Linked DNA regions of Oryctolagus cuniculus: region 1 is linked to region 2. Evidence: chromatin contacts called from public Hi-C data. All regions are on one chromosome and are shown on one strand. The core of a region is the stretch at or near the end of the contact, and the rest is flanking DNA. Distances in the headings are between cores, read along the strand shown. Region 1 holds the start of PKP4 (plakophilin 4). Region 2 has its middle 54 kb from the start of DAPL1.

Region 1 (4,221 bases), core at 787-3,286, 330 kb before region 2:
GTGCTAGCCTAAGGCAAGAAAAAATTAATCACCCATTTTTTTCTTTCCATTATATTCTTCTTCCATGCATTCAATATAATTGAAATTTTTAAAAACCAAATCATTACTGTCTTGTCAGTACATTAAAACATTATTTACTTGTAAAAATTTCATTTCATTTTTTCTATTCTTCTGTAAACAGACACACAACAACAACAATATAGCCAGAAGTTAACAGCTGCTTATTTCTAAGATGGCAAGGCATGAGACAGCACCTCCTGGCTCTTGGACTGGTCCCTTCACAATCCTGATAATATTTAGGGGGAACATCACATGGTCTCCTGTTTTGTTCCACAATCAAACCTTGCAGAGGATTGCTAACTAAGTTCAAATTTTACTACAAGTTATGGAGTGATTTTTTATCCAGTCAGGCTACCATATTAACATTTCTTATCTAAGATTACATTTTGTCATCTTCAATTACAGTAAGACAAAAGCCAATAGAAAAGCAGATCACCCAACTTAAAAATTCAGAACAGTAGTTAGACATATGTAGCTTACACACACATTAATCTGTTTCTCTCAACAAAGTATTTGTAATTTCCAAAATCCTATCAAACCTTTTCACACAATATGGTTCATATAAATCGAGGGGCAGTAGCACAGTCTTCTTACTAAAGAGATGAGTGTAAAAATGGCAAAATCGCACACAGGAACCTACGAATATCAGGGGCCATAAGCTAATGCAAAGTCATGTTTAAATACTTAACGTATCCACTAAGCCCTAGTTTAACAGGTGGTCATTAAATAAGAAAGTTATTGACCAATACCAACTGGTATTGACAAGCTAGCACAAAGTGACTTTAAATGAAAATGGCATTCTTTATTAAAGCTGAAGGCTTTTGCTTGTGCACAGATCACGCCTCCGTTGGTTTCTTTGTCAAATTTAGAGATACACTGGAAAACATAAAACAGAATCCATCAAGCGTAATCTCGTTCCTTTCCTCTCTTGTGAAATCATCAGAAGGCGTGAAGGATGGGCTCTGTCACTTGGCCCTTTCTCCAGCCTGTAACCTCTGAGGGAAAACCGCCTTTACCTGTCAAATTCACAGCGCAGAGCCGTTTAACACGTAGGCGTCCGTGGGGGAGAGCAGAGAACGCACTAAACTACCTGTTGACCCTTTCGCATCCATCATACCTTCCGTCAGCCTGCTTCCTCACTAACATACCAGCCGAAGGAAAATTCTCCTTTGGGTCTCCTTTGAGGAGGGCTCTCAGGGAAAGGGGAGTGGTCGAGAAGAATAAGCCTACGTAGAATTCAGGGGGCTCGGTGACGTCGGGAGGAAGCAGCTACGCAAAGGATGGGGTGCAAACTCACCTGGTGAAGCAGAAACTGCACACATTTCAAAGGTCAAAGGCCATTGCCTCAGGGGCTCCCCGGACGCAGGAAAAGTGAAACGCCCACTCCCGGACTCTCACCATCCAGGATTAAGTCTACGGTTGTCTCAGCCGTTCCTGCCTTGGACGCCAGGGATAAACCCTACCGCGCACAGTTGGGGTTGACAGGAAGGCAAAGCTAGAGCTGCCCCAGATTTCAGAACCAGCGCCCCGGAACCCCCTCGCACTCCTCCGCCCGGCCCCCTCCCGCGCCGGAGGCCAGAAACACCTTCATCTTCCCTCCCCACCTTCTCCAGGCCTTCTCGCTCTTCACAGCATCGGTCTCTATGGCGACCTGAAACCGTAGCCCCCATTGGCCCGTTCAATATGAGGGCCGGGCCAATGAGGAGGGCCAGCCTTCTCCTTCCGACCAATGGGGCTGGCGGGGAGCAGGTCCGGGGACGGCGGCGTGCTGACGTTCCCGGGAGCCTGGGGCTGGCCGGGCAGGCGGGCTGGCGGCTGGGCGGGCGGCGGCGGCGGCCTCTGGGCAGTAGAGGGGGCTCCGGGACTGAGTCCGTGTCGACGCCGGCCGCGGAGGCGGCACCATGGGCACGGGGTAGAGGGGCGAGTTGGCCACCGCCGCCACCGGGGGTGGTGGGAGAGCCGCTCCGGGGGAGGGGGCGGGTGGGGGAGGGAGGGGCGGGCGGCCGCTCGGCCGCGGCACTTTTTTAATTTTTTCGGGTGTCGCAGCGGCGACCCCTCGGCGCGGATGTCCCTGATCCCTGGAGCGACGACGGCCGCTGCCTGACCTGGAAAGTAAGTGCGCGGGCTCGCGGGAGGGCACGGAGACTCCTGCCCCCGAGACCTCCGGACCTGCCGGCCGCGGGGCCGGGCGCCTCCCTCCCGTTACTCCGTCCCCAGCGCCTCGCGGCCGCCTCGGCTTTCCTGCCCCGCCTCGTGTTCTTGCCGGCACTCGCCTGCCTGCTCCCCTCCCCCTCAGCGGGCGCACAAGTTTCACCCTCCATTTGCTTTTCCCGGTGATTACTCTGCCCGGGTCTCCGGTCCGCGCCGCACGCGACCCCTCCCCACGTTGCGCCTTTCGGATCCGGAGCCCCCCCTGCCCCGAACTTGAGAGCGCCGTGCCGAGATCTCCTGGACCAGCGCCCGGCGGCTTCCCCGCTCCTGCCGCCTGGCTCGCCGCCCCGCGCCCCCGACACCCCGGGGCGCCCGCCTTCCCCCTGTCCCCGGGGCCGGCCGGCAGCTCCTAGTGCCCCGAGCCTGCATGCTGGCCCCGAACCCTTCCTCTCACGGCCCCTGCTGCCTGCGCTTGCCGTCTCGTGTTTGTTTGCCCCAGAGGCCCCTACTCCTGCGGGTCGAGAGCTCCCCGCCACCTTCGGTCCAGTGCGCCCCTCTCCTCGCCGCCTGTCCTCACGCTGCACCCTCGCGGCTCCCCAGCCCCGAGCCCCCAGGCTGCCCTCCTGCGCCGCCACCTTCTCCTCTGCTTGCCCAGAGTTGAAGCAGGGCTGCGGCACCCTCGGGCGGGTCGGGTGTTCCTGTCCGCCCTGTCGTCTCCCCTTTCCCCCGCTACCCGGGCGGCGAGGAGGCAACCGACGGGGCCAGGATTTGGCTGCGTGTTGGCCGAGTGCGACAAAACAGCGAGCGCGGGCAGTGGAGGCGCCGCGGCGGTGGTGGCCGCTCGGGGCGCAGCGGTAGTCAGGTGTGTGTGTGTGTGTGTGTGTGTGTGTGTGTGTGTGTCCAGGGAGCGACGCGCGCTGCCAGCTTCTAGGCTGGCGACAGATTGTGCTGGAATGCGAGGAATGCCTCAGGGGCAGAGTCCGGGCGGCCCGCCGCGGCCGCACTAGCCCCTTCCCGGCCCAGCTCTCACCGCGCAGCCAGAGGTCACCGGAGCATCTTCAGAGCTGGTGAGCCTCCTTCCACTCTTCGGCTCCCGTTGCCTCTCCATGCGGCAGAGAGGAAACGCGATGGTTCTTTGGGGCGCCAGCTAGCCTTTCCCGTGGGCTTTTACTGCATTGGTCTCCGGGACTGTGAATTTGCGGCCGATGGTGGTGCAGCCAAGGTTATTAATCGTTGCACAGTCTCTGCAAGTTTGGTTTGTGGGGTTTGGATAGCGCCTGGTTTTTGCTAGGATTTTTCTGAAAACCTGCAGGAACTGGGGGCCAAAGGTTCTTGGAGTAATGAGCTTGCAGCCAACATTTTTTAGCTCTGACCCAAAATGCCTGTTAGTGCTCATGGACAGGGATGAACTGCAAGAGAGAGCTTGAATGCAACACTTTGCTGTCCTCTAAGAATTGGAATTTTTTTGCCCTCATCATACTGGGCTGTGTTTAGACTTCGTATAATACGTAATGAATAGAAACAGAGAAGCAGTGTTTGGTCAGCGATGGGACAGATAGAACTGTCTGGTACAGTTAAATTTGGGGCGTGTCAGTTACCGCTGGAAGTAACCTGGGGACACCACAATCATGTATATTTCAAGATGTAATTTGTTAGTGGGGGTCACAGTTTTTCTTGTTTTCTGAGTTTGAAAGATAAATGTAGTCCTATAACTTTTAAAGAATAGTGTTATTCATATGTAAAATTAGTGAAGGCTAGCATGCATTTTAATGCAGAAAAGCAAAATGTAGACATAAAGATGCTTCCCTAGAATTAGACTTGCATTTTTTTTAAAAAGAGAAAGTAGAAGAATGCTTTTTCTTTTTAATGCAGTGTATTGCTATGGAAGTATCTTCAATTCTGGTACCTGTGAAGCAGTTATGGAAAATGGCAACATGAAAATGACAGCAATCAATGTTGGAAATAAGTGCATCTGGATGTTGAAAAGCATACTATGTATGCTTTTATTTG
Region 2 (4,402 bases), core at 1,895-4,394:
TGCTAGGAAATCTCACAGTTGATCAGCGCCTGATATATTTAATGTGATATTTGCTGGGAAGACGACCTTCATTAAATGGTAAGGTCAAGTGCACCACTGGGGGCAGGAGCCAAGAGACACCATCAGAGTGACAAAGAGACAGTCAAAGAGGATGAAATCACAGCCCAGGTGTCAGTGTCTACAGAATCTGGAAAGATTGGGGGGAAAATTCTCTACAACAACAACTGCATCTTCCCCACGCTACAGGGAGTTGAGTGACCAGCTGGCCCATTAACAGGCTAGCCACATAACTAACAAATAAAGGTAAGGAAGGCCTGCCTGCTGTGGGACTCTGTTTGCAGAATCCTTTGGAGGAACCGAGGTCCTTAGTTTGAGTAACCTGGTGAAGGGCTGGATTTCAGCAGTTCTCTCCGGAAGTTTCTTACCCATTCTAAAGAAGTGTTCAAATTCAGAAGTTTCCTAAGAGCCCCAGGGAAGAGCAAGAGATAGAAAAGACCATCAAGTCTAGCTTCCAGTGGATTTTCAAAGACTGTATATGGTTTCCAAGAGCCTACAAAAACCAGGCTATCAGAGTATTCTCAGCTTATATCCAAGGTAACATATTCTTGAAGCCTTAAAGTGCCATATCTTAGGTTTCGTCTTGATTCTTTCTCTCCCAAATCCATTGAAATAAAGACAATTCACGTCGGGAGGAGACAGCATGAGGAAGATGAGAGCGTGTGCCTGCAGTTCAAGAACATCTATACAAGAGACTTCAAGAAGCTCACGGGAAATTGAATTAAAATGTAAGTTCATTTAATTGCAAAAACCCTTCAAATCTATGCATAGTTTTTTTTAATAACACATATCTTCCATGAATGCTTATGAAGACCTCACATCTATGGACTTCAAAATTGTTTTCACCAAAATAATTTGCATTTTATTCCATTTTTCACAAACGTGAGGAAGTGCCTTCATATTATATCATGGCGAGCTGACTCCAGGGCAAGTTAGCCAGGAGTTAGCCAAGTTTTCTTTGCCCGAGCTCCACGATTTGCAGGAAATTGTCATTGGAGATTCTTAGGTTTTCCATGACTTGCAGCTCTAACACCAAACACTGAAGCAGTCAAGGGAAGGGCCGGCTGGTATTCCTGAGCCCAGAGGCCCGCGGCAGCTCAGGCCAGGCCCTCCTGCTCCCTTTCTGAGTGAGTGTCTTGGCTCTTCACTCTGCAGCATAGAAATGGCTGAAGCCACAACAGCAAGCTCAGTAGAAAGGGGAAGACTCTCTCCTCCAGCCATTCTGTCTTAAGGATAAGCAAACTTCCTTCCCAGAATCCCTTCTAACTTCCTCTTGTTTCCTATTGGCCCAAAGCAGTCCCAACACTGCTGAACCAATCACCGTGGAAGGAGTCTGCTGTATCCTGACTGGCCTCCCGCAGGGCTCCTCAGTCCATTGGTGGCAAGGGATTCCTCTCAGACCAAGTAGGCCCAGCCCTGGAACCCTGTTATGGAATGACCAAGGCTGAGGAATGCAGGAGCAGTATGGCAGAAGAGGAAGTGGGCTTTTGACATAGGAAGGCAGCAAGACCAGTACAAGGACCCAGTTCACAGAGATGATGAGAAATGCCATGTGGGAGAGTGCTTAGTCCAGCCCTGACTTGTAAATCTCAGAGAATTTCTTAAAGATGAAGCCAGTGACGACTCATTCACACATCTGGGGGCCACAGCTTAGAGGACATACTTTTTTTTTTTTTTTTTTTTTTTTGACAGGCTGAGTGGACAGTGAGAGAGAGAGAGACAGACAGAAAGGTCTTCCTTTGCCGTTGATTCACCCTCCAATGGCCACTGCGGCTGGCGCGCTGTGGCCGGCGCACCGTGCTGATCCGATGGCAGGAGTCAGGTACTTATCCTGGTCTCCCATGGGGTGCAGGGCCCAGGTACCTGGGCCATCCTCCACTGCACTCCCTGGCCACAGCAGAGAGCTGGCCTGGAAGAGGGGCAACCAGGACAGAATCCGGCACCCCAACCGGGACTAGAACCCGGGGTGCCGGCGCCGCAAGGCGGAGGATTAGCCTAGTAAGCCGCGGCGCCGGCCAGAGGACATACTTCTAAATTGCTCCATAACCTGTGCCCACCCCATCGCCAGGATACTTCCAAACTCCAGAGTAGCAATCAGAAAACCAGCAGAGACGTACAACCTGCCTGAGCTTTCATTGCTTCCCGTTAATTTGCTTTTAACTATTTGCTACCTTCATAACAAGTGGCCTTATACCATTCCCATAGAAATGCAAAATACTGCAGGGCTGTCGTCTAGAACTTTCTGCAACGATGGAAAATTCTTTATGCTCTCCAATACTGTAGCCACTGCTCACGCGGGCTATTGAGCACTTGGAACTTAGGAGCTGAATTTTAATTTCAGATGCTTTTAATTTCAATAGCTACACGTGGCTAGTGGCTGCCCTAGAGCACAGTGTGCATTAGCCTTTCTCTTCCTGAAGACTGAGACACAGCCGTGAGTCGAGCGTGGAGCCCCTTGGAGCCAGGGTGACCAACTGGCTGAGCGGTACAGTCGGCACAGAATCCCCACGAGACTTGTTGAGCGTGCAGTGTGTGGGTGGGTGGGTGGTTGGAGGGGGGGATGGCAGAGCCCTGGTAGCTGGGTGGGGTAGCCTGGAATGAAGTGGGCACGGAGGGTGAGTGCTGTGCTGGGCTCCCTGCGGCGCTGGTGATGGGTCATAGCGTGGCCCAGGGCGTCCTTGCAGCCAGCTGGCCCTGCCTCCTGCTTCCTTGCTGCACTGGCCAAGATGATGCAGGCTGGAAAAGAGGGGAGGAAACCGGCCCTGGGAGCTAGCTAGCAAGGTTGGCAGCTTGGAGAATCGCCCCTTCTACCTCGGTGTTCAGCAAAGACCACAGCTGTCTCGGGAGTAACAATAGCTCCTGTGACGAGCGCTCAGCGCTCCTACAGGCGTACTTGACCTGTCTCTCCTGGCCAGGAAGCCGCCGTGATGAACCTATGGCGTGCCCGGGTGTGGAAGCGATGCCCTCAGCCCCTGTGTCATCCTGATGATCAAAGCTCTGTCTTCTTTAAGTCGAATCCAAAGGGCCTGGGGCTCATCTTTCAGCTGGGCTAGGGAGTAGCCTTTTTTTTTTTTTTTTTTTTTTTAAATCCCTGGTTTCAGAACTGAGCAGTGAAGCTCCATTTGCTGCTGCACTGGCTGCCCCGTCTGGGGTGTTTGTTGCTGTCTGTGCGCCACCTAGAGGCCGCTGTCTTCCCTGCGGCAGCACCTGCAGCTGTCAACAGGCTTTGGTCTTTCCTGGATCTCAGGAGTCACCCTCACTCTGCTGCCTTCCCCAGGCTGGCCTCTGTGCCCCAAACGCTCTTCCCACAGAGGCTTCGGCCCCAGGGAGGCCTGCAGAACCGCAAAGCCTTTCCAACACTTTCTAGCCGCTGTCAAAGGCACAGCATCATACAGGTTGTTTTCAGATCTAACGACAATGAAATGAGGCAGACACCAGGCTTCTGTCCCAAACCACACAAGCTCTGAGGGGCCAGGAGATGCATGTGGCCACCTGCCCGGCACTTCGGTGTGATGTTCATTTGCCCAGCACTCAAGATCCCGTCCATCTTATCCTCCTGCCCCGCCCACATCCATCCCTGCCGGTGGATTAGGAACTGACCCTAGGGATGGCGCTATTTTAGGGGAATCAATGCCAAGTATTTTATTTTTGTCCCTGTTAATTAAATTATTGTGATAAAATAGGCATGACACAGTGTACCGTTATGACCAGTTTCAAGTGTGCAGTTCAACGATGTTCACACTCACAATTCTTTTTTTAAGGATTTCCTTGTTTGTTTGAAAGTCAGTTGCAGTGAAGGAGAGGCAGAGGCAGAAGCAGAGAGAGAGAGAGAGAGATCATCCATTGACTGGTTCACTCCCCAGATGGCCACAACAGTCAGGGCTGGGCCAGGCCAAAGCCAGGAGCCAGGAGCTTCTTCCAGGTCTCCCACATAGGTGCAGGGGCCCAAGCACTTGGGCTATCTTCTGCTGCTTTCCTAGGTGCATTAGCAGAGAGTTGGATCAGAAGTGGAGCAGCCAGGACTTGAACTGGCGTGCATATGGGATGCCAGAGCCGCAGGTGGCAGCTTTACCTGCTGTGCTGTGGCGCTGGCCCCCACGCACTCACAATTCTAAGAACTTTCTGGCTGGTGCCGCGGCTCACTAGGCTAATCCTCCGCCTTGCAGCGCCGGCACACCGGGTTATAGTCCCGGTCGGGGCACTGGATTCTGTCCCGGTTGCCCCTCTTCCAGGCCAGCTCTCTGCTGTGGCCAGGGAGTGCAGTGGAGGATGGCCCAAGTCCTTGGGCCCTGCACCCCATGGGAGACCAGGAGAAGCACCTGGCTCCTGCCATTGGATCAGCGCG

Evidence for each region. A called contact is a pair of places that touch in the nucleus more often than the background predicts.
Region 1: a contact with region 2 is called in a Hi-C map of an unstated tissue, with 4 times the contacts expected there. The contact joins the promoter of PKP4 here to the enhancer-like site in region 2. A contact is called at or near these places in 3 of 6 Hi-C or Micro-C datasets (ear pinna, skin fibroblasts and an unstated tissue).

Annotation. Positions count from the first base shown.
Region 1 is chr3:83,562,956-83,567,176 of mOryCun1.1, reverse strand. It overlaps PKP4 (plakophilin 4), which reads left to right and starts at 2,036. Exons shown (of 23, transcript XM_070070840.1): 1 at 2,036-2,172. It overlaps CCDC148 (coiled-coil domain containing 148), which reads right to left and starts at 1,794. Exons shown (of 15, transcript XM_051849519.2): 1 at 1,665-1,794.
Region 2 is chr3:83,233,278-83,237,679 of mOryCun1.1, reverse strand. No RefSeq gene overlaps it. Among named protein-coding and RNA genes, the nearest start is that of DAPL1, 54 kb to the right of the region's middle. Within about 2 kb of position 3,144, at least 1 of the 8 cell types and tissues checked has an H3K27ac peak or open chromatin away from gene starts, as enhancers often do.